3 separate regions of the Mus musculus genome follow, and all the other regions are linked to region 2. Evidence: chromatin contacts called from public Hi-C and capture Hi-C data. All regions are on one chromosome and are shown on one strand. The core of a region is the stretch at or near the end of the contact, and the rest is flanking DNA. Distances in the headings are between cores, read along the strand shown. Region 1 overlaps Camk1d (calcium/calmodulin-dependent protein kinase ID). Region 2 overlaps Cdc123 (cell division cycle 123). Region 3 overlaps Camk1d (calcium/calmodulin-dependent protein kinase ID).

The links. Hi-C and Micro-C count contacts between places; a contact is called where the count stands out from the background. Capture Hi-C pulls out chosen DNA fragments and counts their contacts.
Region 1: a contact with region 2 is called in a Hi-C map of bone marrow-derived macrophages, with 22 read pairs. The contact joins two enhancer-like sites. A contact is called at or near these places in 4 of 15 datasets of contacts at CTCF or cohesin (the NIH/3T3 cell line, large pre-B cells, pro-B cells and 1 more), 35 of 484 Hi-C or Micro-C datasets (the AML12 cell line, B cells, the C2C12 cell line and 18 more), 7 of 115 datasets of contacts at active chromatin or transcription factors (the HPC-7 cell line, embryonic stem cells and large pre-B cells) and 2 of 9 other capture datasets (embryonic stem cells and pancreatic islet).
Region 3: a contact with region 2 is called in a capture Hi-C map of embryonic stem cells, with 4 times the contacts expected there. The contact joins two enhancer-like sites. A contact is called at or near these places in 2 of 484 Hi-C or Micro-C datasets (cerebral cortex and embryonic stem cells), 4 of 115 datasets of contacts at active chromatin or transcription factors (all in embryonic stem cells) and 1 of 9 other capture datasets (embryonic stem cells).

Annotation. Positions count from the first base shown.
Region 1 is chr2:5,415,699-5,418,745 of GRCm38.p6, forward strand. All of the region lies in intron 3 of Camk1d (calcium/calmodulin-dependent protein kinase ID), which reads right to left. Among named protein-coding and RNA genes, the nearest start is that of Gm36853, 65 kb to the right of the region's middle. Within about 2 kb of position 1,738, at least 44 of the 459 cell types and tissues checked have an H3K27ac peak or open chromatin away from gene starts, as enhancers often do. A contact at or near this core is called in B cells, bone marrow-derived macrophages and pre-megakaryocyte-erythroid progenitors, where this site is marked.
Region 2 is chr2:5,800,217-5,803,140 of GRCm38.p6, forward strand. All of the region lies in intron 10 of Cdc123 (cell division cycle 123), which reads right to left. Among named protein-coding and RNA genes, the nearest start is that of Gm29984, 24 kb to the right of the region's middle. Within about 2 kb of position 1,260, at least 104 of the 459 cell types and tissues checked have an H3K27ac peak or open chromatin away from gene starts, as enhancers often do. A contact at or near this core is called in B cells, bone marrow-derived macrophages, cerebral cortex and 2 more, where this site is marked.
Region 3 is chr2:5,355,488-5,358,566 of GRCm38.p6, forward strand. The region is part of intron 4 of Camk1d (calcium/calmodulin-dependent protein kinase ID); the gene reads right to left. Among named protein-coding and RNA genes, the nearest start is that of Gm36906, 42 kb to the left of the region's middle. Within about 2 kb of position 1,749, at least 13 of the 459 cell types and tissues checked have an H3K27ac peak or open chromatin away from gene starts, as enhancers often do. A contact at or near this core is called in cerebral cortex and embryonic stem cells, where this site is marked.

The DNA.
Region 1 (3,047 bases), core at 488-2,987, 380 kb before region 2:
GCATGTTGGAAAAATGGTTATAAGATGTCAACTTGGACTTGTAAGCTGCACCTCCAAATGAAACTCACATGGCTCAAATGTGCCACCCTACCCGAACCAAATACAAAACAAAAGCCTCTCTTAATATTAAAATAAAACACATTATTATACTGCTGCTGTCTGATATGCTAAAGTTACAGCAAAAGCTTAATTAGCCCAGCCTCCACTAATTGGTACCCTGGGTAATGGCAATTATTATTTTTTTCTAAATTCTATTTTTAAGAGAAAGAAGCAATTGACACTTAAGGTACATCAACTGCTGATGGAACAAAGCAAATAGCAGGCTGTGTTCTGAGAATGGGGTATGTCTCGCCCACTACAACTCCTCTCCCCAAACTGAGAAACCCTCATTTCCCTGTCAAGTTTGATTTTAAGTGTCTTTGGGATGGGTAATGTTTTCCTGAATAGTACAGTTACTTCATTTTCCACTAAAATCCCAAGAAATTTATATCTCTATATAAACTGTGTAGCCTTTCTTAGTTGGTTGGTGTTGGATCCTGAATATTTCCCAAAGGTCTATGTCTTTAAGGATAGTATCATTGGTAAGGGGTGCTGGACCCTTTAGTGGTGGCACCTAGTGTATCATTGGGGCATGTCTCCGATGGAGATTAAATGGCCCTATCTTCTCTTCCTCTCTTGCTTCCTGGTTATGGAATGAGCAGTTTGCTATGCCTTAAACCCTTTGGGTTCAACTAGTTAAAGCCTGGAGTTTGCAGTACTGTCAGCCAGAATATAACTCTTATTCACGGTTATCTTAGGTGTTTGGTTATATGGTGGAAACCTAACACACAACCTAAACAGCTGTTTTGAGCTTTCTGGACCAAGGTCAAGACATTAGTTGTCTTGAATTCTAACACATCAATACCTGGGAGCATTACTCCTACACTAAACAATAAATAATTGATGGGAACATGATCATTTCTGCCTTCTATAACTGTATCTACAATATTGTAGCACAATTTGGAATTCAGGTCAATACTCTAACATCCTAAATAGATAAGGAAGAAACTATCTTCATATGACTAAAGAGTCAGTCAGTAAGGGTGCTACAGGACTCTTTTATGTACTCACTGTGTAAAAGCTTCACCTGTCAATTAAAAAAAAAAAAAGAAAGAAAACCTATGAGCAATGAGTTGATGCAGGATTAGGAGGTGGGACATCTGGCAGAAAGGAAGAGAGAAAGGGGGGGTGGGGGGAATGCTGGGATAGAGACAGGCAAAAAGGGGCAATTCTCCTGGGAATGGTGATAGAGACACTCTTGTGATTCTGAGGACAAGGTAACCAGTCATGTGACATATCTTCGAATAGAATAAATGGGTACTTAAGTTATAAGCTAGTCAGGGAACAAGCCAAAGCTATTAGCTTAGGCATTTATTCATATATAATAAGTCTCGGAGTCTTTATTTCTTGGAACAAAGAGGACTGGTGGAAAACACAAGGTTACAGGTAGCACCAACTACACAGGACTTTGATGTATCTAAAAAGGATGTTCGGCTCCATCTGAGATAGTGAATCAAGGAGTTTCCCATTATCAGGACTGAAGCACCTCTGCTCCTGAGGCATTCTAGCTCAGCAACACACTGCCCATTCTAGAGTCACGTGTCCCAGTTAAGTAAGACTGAGGCTTGTCTGGGGTTGGGGATCAGACAGAGTGCTTGCCTAACATGTGAAGGTCAAGCCTGAGTTCAATTTCAGCACTGAAAAGTGCCCTTTGAAATGGCTTTTATACATGTTCCCCCTGGACCTTTTGCCTTCTGCTGGGCAGACAGCTAGACCCATGGTAGAGCATGAGAGCCTGCCTGCAGGAGTCTAGGCATGGAGCCAAGCCCAGATAGACAGCCAAGGCAGGAAATGCATATCATGTCTATCCCCTTATATTTGAGTTTAATCCACCCGGGGAGAGAAGAATTAGATTCCCTTTCTATGTGGGATGTTTGGAGAAAGATAAAACTACCATAATTTATAGCACACTCCTCAAGCGAATTTGAAGAACCAGAGACAAGGTCAGCGTCAGAAGGATCTGGAGGAAAAGGTTTTGAAGTGGAAAGCATAGAGTGATTATCACAACTAGACATGCAAGAAACCAAGCTTCCTTAAACAGAACTGAACTGAAAGGCAGCAGTTCCCCTGACCAGGGAAAGCCCCTATAGGCCTGCTAGTCTTCTGAAGGAAGGGAACTGAGAGAACTCTGTAACAGTCCATCACACAACTCACTAGCAAAAAGCATATGCAGGTTTCGTCTTGGTAGGTTGTCTGTAAGTCACTTTATCATCTTAGTGACTAAACCAGCCAAAGTGGAAATCCCTGGCCACAAAATAATCTATCGCCCATTTAAAAACTAGAAACACCTACACTTAATGGAGTTAAAATTCCAAAATAATTCAGTGGGGGAGAAGCTCTATAGTATACATGTTTGGAGAAAAATATTTGGGAAGAAATTAAAACCTAAGTATCCAGTAGCCTCATTACTTGTGGATTTCATATTTATAAATTTACCTTCTGGCTGAGACATCTGTGCAACTCCCAGATAACTACCTGGGGCAGTTTTGTGGCCATTCTTCCAGAGGAGAGAAAATCTGAGTCCCGTGATAGACACATTCCCAGTTGAGGGCATGCTGTGACTTCAAGTTTCAACCCTAGGTGCAATATGCAAATCCCACTTTGTAAGTTGATTTAATGTTCAGCTTTTCACATATATGGGGGGATTGTTGGTGCTGTTTACTGCTTTCCAGGTGTCCAAGCAATGTCCTGGGGTCTGTCTTCTGTCTCTAAGCTCAGCAAGCCTGAGGTGTGTTTTCTACAGAAAAACATGTAAGTTCCATACCTGATGAGGTCTGAGTTATACTGATGTTGGCCATGAACTCAACATTAATGAATCAGCAACATATACTAAACAAGGCACCTTTTTAAAAAAGCCATACTTTATCTACTATTAAGTAGCAACACACAAGATTCTAAAAATCTGTGACCGAGGGTTTCGGAAGGGAGGGACCTGATCCTGAACTCCC
Region 2 (2,924 bases), core at 10-2,509:
TCATCTGTAATTCTATCCCTTCCCCGAAAATGTGTTTGATCTGAAAAGGATGCGCGTTTGCTTCCAAAGCTACATATTTCAGCAACAAGCCTGGTCTAGATCCATGAGTCTGCAGAACACAGCACACGCTGGACTTCCTTTGTTTGGCATGATCAAGTTACAAAGCCAAACTTACAATAGCAAGACTCAAAATTAAACAACATTCTGTCCAGAAAGCAATAAAACAAGTTATCAGCAACACAAGTCACAGGGAAAAGACTAGAAAGGAACAACATTGATTTTCTAAGACTCTAAAATAAGAGGCAGATGGATCTTTGTGAGTTCCAGGCCAACTTGCTCTACATAGTGAGTTCTGAGCTAGCTAGAGCTATGCAGTGAAACCCCCCCACCTTCTGCCTCTGTGTGTCTCTCTCTTATATACACACACACAATGTAAATAAGGATTTTAAATTCTAGCCGTACATCATCATCCCTGAGGGGGCTTCTGAAACCTTACCCAGTGTCCATCCTAGACTCACAGAATGGGTGGGCTACTGACCTGATGTGCATAGAACAGTTAAGACTCTACAGCCCTGAATCAAGTTGCCCAACAACAATAAACATAGACACGCCAAAGTGTCACTAGGTACAAACACTTCAGTTATATGTCACGAGCCAAACTACTTACAGACACGAGTGAGCTTTCTACAAGAATAGCCACAAAATAATATATTCAAGAAAGTGTCTAACAAACTCTGATACACGTACCATTGAGTAAATGCAAATGGGTTTTACAATATGGTCTAAATCTCGGAACGGAAACTGTCAGGATGTTTAGACTGGCATGCTTCTCGCTTTTAAAAATGAACTCTTTTTCAGATCTGCAGGATCTCAGCTACCATTACTTATATACTCGTCCAACTTCACTTTAATTCCTCAACTCTTTTACAGGCTAAACAGCTGCGTCTACCTGTCAGCCCCACTGAGTTAGTGATCAGGACATTTGCCAGGGACAGGAGGCAGCTTGGCAGGTTCCAACATTTTCAACTGCCGATATGAAATAACTAGTTTAGTATCTATACACTGCAGGCAGATAACACTTACCCCACAGCATATACAGACTGAGATACAGAACTAAATGATAATAAAAGCCTTCCGGGAAGGGAGCGTGTTCTAGACAAAAGGCTGGTTTTACCCTGTTCTAACTGCCTAGATGCTGCCTGCCACAGGCCACACCTCGCGAACACAAGTCTGCCACTTCCACATCAAGATAACTTCCTCCAACGTTCAAGGCTATCTTGTTTGATGCTTCCTGTGGGCAGTACAGCAGCTAGCACAGCACAGACACACACAGCAGGCTGCCAACGTCTTTACCAGGAAGCAGAGAAGCGACTCCTGCCTGCGGGATCAGATGTCTGTCTATGAACTCACCCTGCTTCCCAGGCCTCGGAGGTTTCTTTCCGTCCAGCTGGAACTTTCCCAAGCATCCTTCCTTGTCTCGACCTCTGCTCCCCTGTCCTTTCAGATGTGTTTGTGATTGTGTGCATGTGTGCTGTGTTCACATGTGTCTTCAGAGAACCTGCCTCTCACCAGCCAGAAGTACCAAGGCGACAAGCACTGGCAAGGATCTGGGGACCAGGAGTCCTCACGGACTGTGGGGAGGAAGGTAAGCTAGTCTAGCTGAGGAAGAGCATGCAAGTGCCCTACAAAGTTAAAGAGGCTCCTAGGGAGGCTCGGCCTTTGAAGGCACTTGCTGACAAACCTGAGGTCCTGGGCTTGATCCCAGGAACCCACATGGTGGAAAGACAGAAGCACACTCAAGTCCATGTTCTCACACGATCAATGTAAATAAATAAAGAGATTAAAAACAGACACACCATATGACCCAGCATCCCAGTTCTTGGGCATACATCCAAAGACGTGAATACCTGAAAGAACAGTTGTCCCCCAATCTCAATTTCCACACTACCCACAACAACCTGGAAGTGCAGACAAATAGATAAAGAAAATGTGGTCCAAACACACAACAGAACTGTTGAGCAATAAGAAACATAGCTGCCTAGTACTCTGGGGCAATGCGGATGAACTGGGAGGCGTAATGTAAGTGAACTAATCCAGGAAAAAGGGCAAATACCACAGGATCTCATTCATATGTGAACTCAACCAGGGATCTTCCACGGGTCAAGGGTAGAAAGACGGCTACCAGAGGCTGGTGTGGGGAGCGACGTGGCAGAAGATGATCAATAGTTAATAAAGAAGAATAAGAAGTTCTGTATGCTACTGCACAGAGGGGAGACCATTGGGGCCTCCAACATTTAACTACTGGGATAGGATACTGTCACCTCCAACGTCTCTAGTGACACTTATACCTATCCTGGAGGCTGGGGTGCCTGCCAGACAATGAGGATGTGCTGTCAGTTCAGTAAACTCAGGCCAGAAACGGGAGAATTTTGAATGTTCTTACCATAAAGGGATGACAAACATTTGAGTAGGAACTCCTTTGGTTTCCCATATGAATGAAATCATGTAGTACTTGCCCTTTGCCTGGATTAGTTCACTTATGTAAGGAATCCAGAACTAAACAGGACATGATGCAGACATGCACTCAAACATTAAATTCATATCCAATTTATGTTTTTATATATTAGATAAAAAATAAATTTAAGTTAAAAGTGTTAATCTGGGGCTAGGGAGCTAACTCAACTGTAAAGTGCTTACCTCATCTTCCTGGGGACCCAAGTTTGATCCCCAGAAACCACAGAAAAAATGTAAGGTATGCTTGTTACACATTTGTACCCCGGCACTGGGAGGTGGAGTCAGGATGACCCCTGAGGCCCACTGACCAGCCCGCTTTATTTAATTGATGAGCTCCAAGCCAACAAGAGTTGCTGCTTCAGGGGAGACAGGCAGCATTTCTGAGGATGACACCTGGGGTTGTCCTTTGG
Region 3 (3,079 bases), core at 499-2,998, 440 kb before region 2:
GAAGGAGCATTCTGGGAGCAAAAGAAGCAGCGACTCCTAGTCCTGCGCCCCTAAAGACCCCTCTCCTGGTTGCTTTTGTGCCAAGCACAGGCTGCAGTCTCTTCTTGTTACCCATCTGCACAGTTCAGGGGAGAGCTCAGACAGTGGTTCCACACTCCTGCTTCAGCCTCCTGGGATTATAGGGGTGTACCTTTGTGCCCAGCTTGTCTTCACTGTGGTTTTATAATATCAGTGACATACGGAAGGGACTTCCTTGGGGCAGACAATAAAACATTGTCTGCAGAGTTTATTCAGAACTGGGGGTTGTCATTAGTCTTGGCAAAGACTGGGGCAGGGCCTGTAGATGCCATGATACACCTGTCTCAGGCTAGTCCCTGTTCTACAGGGCTGAGAAACTCAACACAGAATAGGAACCTGCATTTTTATTTATCCATATTCGTTTTGTGTGACCTCAGTTGATGCTATCCCTCAGGGGGCTGGTGTCAGGACTGTCTGCTAACATCTATCCACCAGGACAGTTCTAAAGGTGTACTGACTGAATAAGTACTTGTGGCTCTTGCCTACAATGAACCTTAAGGGAATGAAAGCAGAAGGAAGGCTATGGAAAGGAAGCTTGTTTTCCCACCCGGTTGCCAGACTGGTTACTCTCCCAGCCCAAGAATAAAGATGTAGTCTTTTTTTGTCAGGCTCCTGGGGAAAATCTTGGGTTGCTAAACATTGAATTTTAGCAATTCTTATAGGTACAGTGATTAGATATGTTTAGAAAGTGTTTTTCTGACCTTGTTGGATATCATTGTTACCTTTCTACCTGTGGAGTTATTAAATGGAGGAGACAGATAATTTGGTAGATCTGAAATGGGGTGGGGGTATATATGTGTGGTGGTGTGTGGTATGGGGTGTGTTTGTGTGTATATATATGTGTGTGCACTGAAAGATTCTGGTATGCAGTCTTTGCTATAAAGAATTTGTAAGAACTGGCCAAGACTCTGTGCTTGACCAAACCTTGGCCAGGCTTCTCTGAGCCCTCTTGAGAACAAAGCCTTGACCTTGCCTCACAAATCCCTCTTGCTCTCACCAGGCCAGCCAAGCACGGTCTTAGCCTGGATCAAGTGAACCCACTTTAGAGCAGTGGTTCTCAACCTGTGGGTCAAATGACCTTTTTATGGAGGTTGCCTATCGGATATCCATCATATCAGATATTTGCATTATGATTTATAACAGTAGCAACATTATAGTTATGAAGTAGCAACAAAAGTAATTTTGTGGTGGTGGGTCACCACAGCATGAGGGACTAAGGGGTCACAGCATTAGGAAGGTTGAGAACCACTGCACCCATCTGCATTGTTCAGGGGAGAGTTCAAACTGGTTTCACACTCCTGCTTCAGCCTCCTGCAATTACAGGGGTGTACCTCTGCCTCCTGGAATTACAGGGGTGTACCTCAGCCTCCTGGAATTACAGGGGTGTACCTCCATGCCCAGCTTGTCTAAGGGGAATCCTTACCCCTGAAATATAATCAAGCTCTTTACCCAGTGCTTCAGATGCTGTTAAACTAACAATTATTCAGATATTTAAATATTTAAAAATGTATTTAATGTATAAGTGCTCTGCAGAGCAGAAAAGGACATCAGATACTCTTATAGATCCTTGTGAGCCACCATGTGGTTGCTGGGAATTGAACTCAGGACCTCTGGAAGAGCAGCCAGGGCTGCTGAGCTACCTCTCCAGCCTATTCAGATACTTTGAAAGACAATGAGTACTCATTAGTACCACCATGGGGGGTTTATAGGTAGAAGACTCTTGTTTAACGCCTATGCTAGGAAGGTTAACAAGAGATTTACAGCAAAGGGAAGGTCAGAGGGCAGTGGACAGAATAGTCCTGTGAATAAGTAAGCAAGGAGCCAGCCAGATCAACTCGGCCGGACTTCTGTTTAAGACAGGAGACAGCGTGAAAAGCAAGCTAAGAAACTTGGGCAGATATCGGGAGATATTCCATGCTAAGTGGATTCAGAATGAGTTTTGCTCAAGCTAGAGTGAGTAAGTAGAGTTCACAGAGAAAGGACAGAGTCAGAGACCAGGTCACAGAGAGGATTCAGGAAAGTTGCAACCAATCAATTCCGTTCAGAGACAATCTCTGTCCATGTATACGTCTGACCTGCCATTTGCAAGAGATTTGTTAGGTTATCTTACTTATTTTTCCATCAGTATTTTGCATTTGTTTGTCTGTTTGTTGTTTGTTTGTTTATTGGCACTGTGGCTCAAATGCAGGCCTTGTATGTGCTGGGTAAGGGTTCCATTGCTGAGCTACATCCAGTACTGACCCCAGCCTCAGCCAGTTAGGCTGTTTTAGCAAGACTCCTAACATCTCTTAATGACTTTCCTTTGAAAAATCATTTTACTTTACATCTGTGTCTGTGTGTGGAGGTGTTGGGACATGTAGAGATCAGTGGTCAGCGTCACTTTTTTTTTAAAGACAGGATCTTTCCAATGAATGCGGAGGCTGCCAATTGGGCTCAGTTGGCTGGATACTGAGTCTGGGGCTGGATACTGAGTCTGGGGCTGGATACTGAGTCCGGGGACCCTCATCTCTGCTTCCCCGGTGCTGGCATTCCAGGTGTGCATTGTCATCCCTGGCTTCCTTATGTGGGTGCTGGCGAGCATCTCAGCTTTTCCTGCATTTTGCACTGAGTCATCTCCTGGTCCTTCTTAGTAACCTTGTAGGTGCTATGTTCTCCCTATCCCACCACTACTCCTCCACTCTACAAGTGCCCACTTGTTCTTCCTTGTGTTCAGAGTACAGCTGGGCTCCATCTCTCTCCTCTGTGCAGCAGGCTCAAACAAAGGCTTTTTTCTTGCTGCGACAAATGTCAAAACATTTTTTTTCTTTAACAGAACCCAAAGGGGGAAAATATTTTCAATCACCCAAAATAGTTACACAAAGAGTTACTGAAGACGGTAGTCATCGTGACAATTTTGTGGATGAAGAATGAGATTTGAAGAAAATCAAATGATGCCAAAGGGTTTTTGAAAGTAAAATGAAATGAGCCAGTCTGTTGTTGAAGCAGGAATACTGTTTGGAAG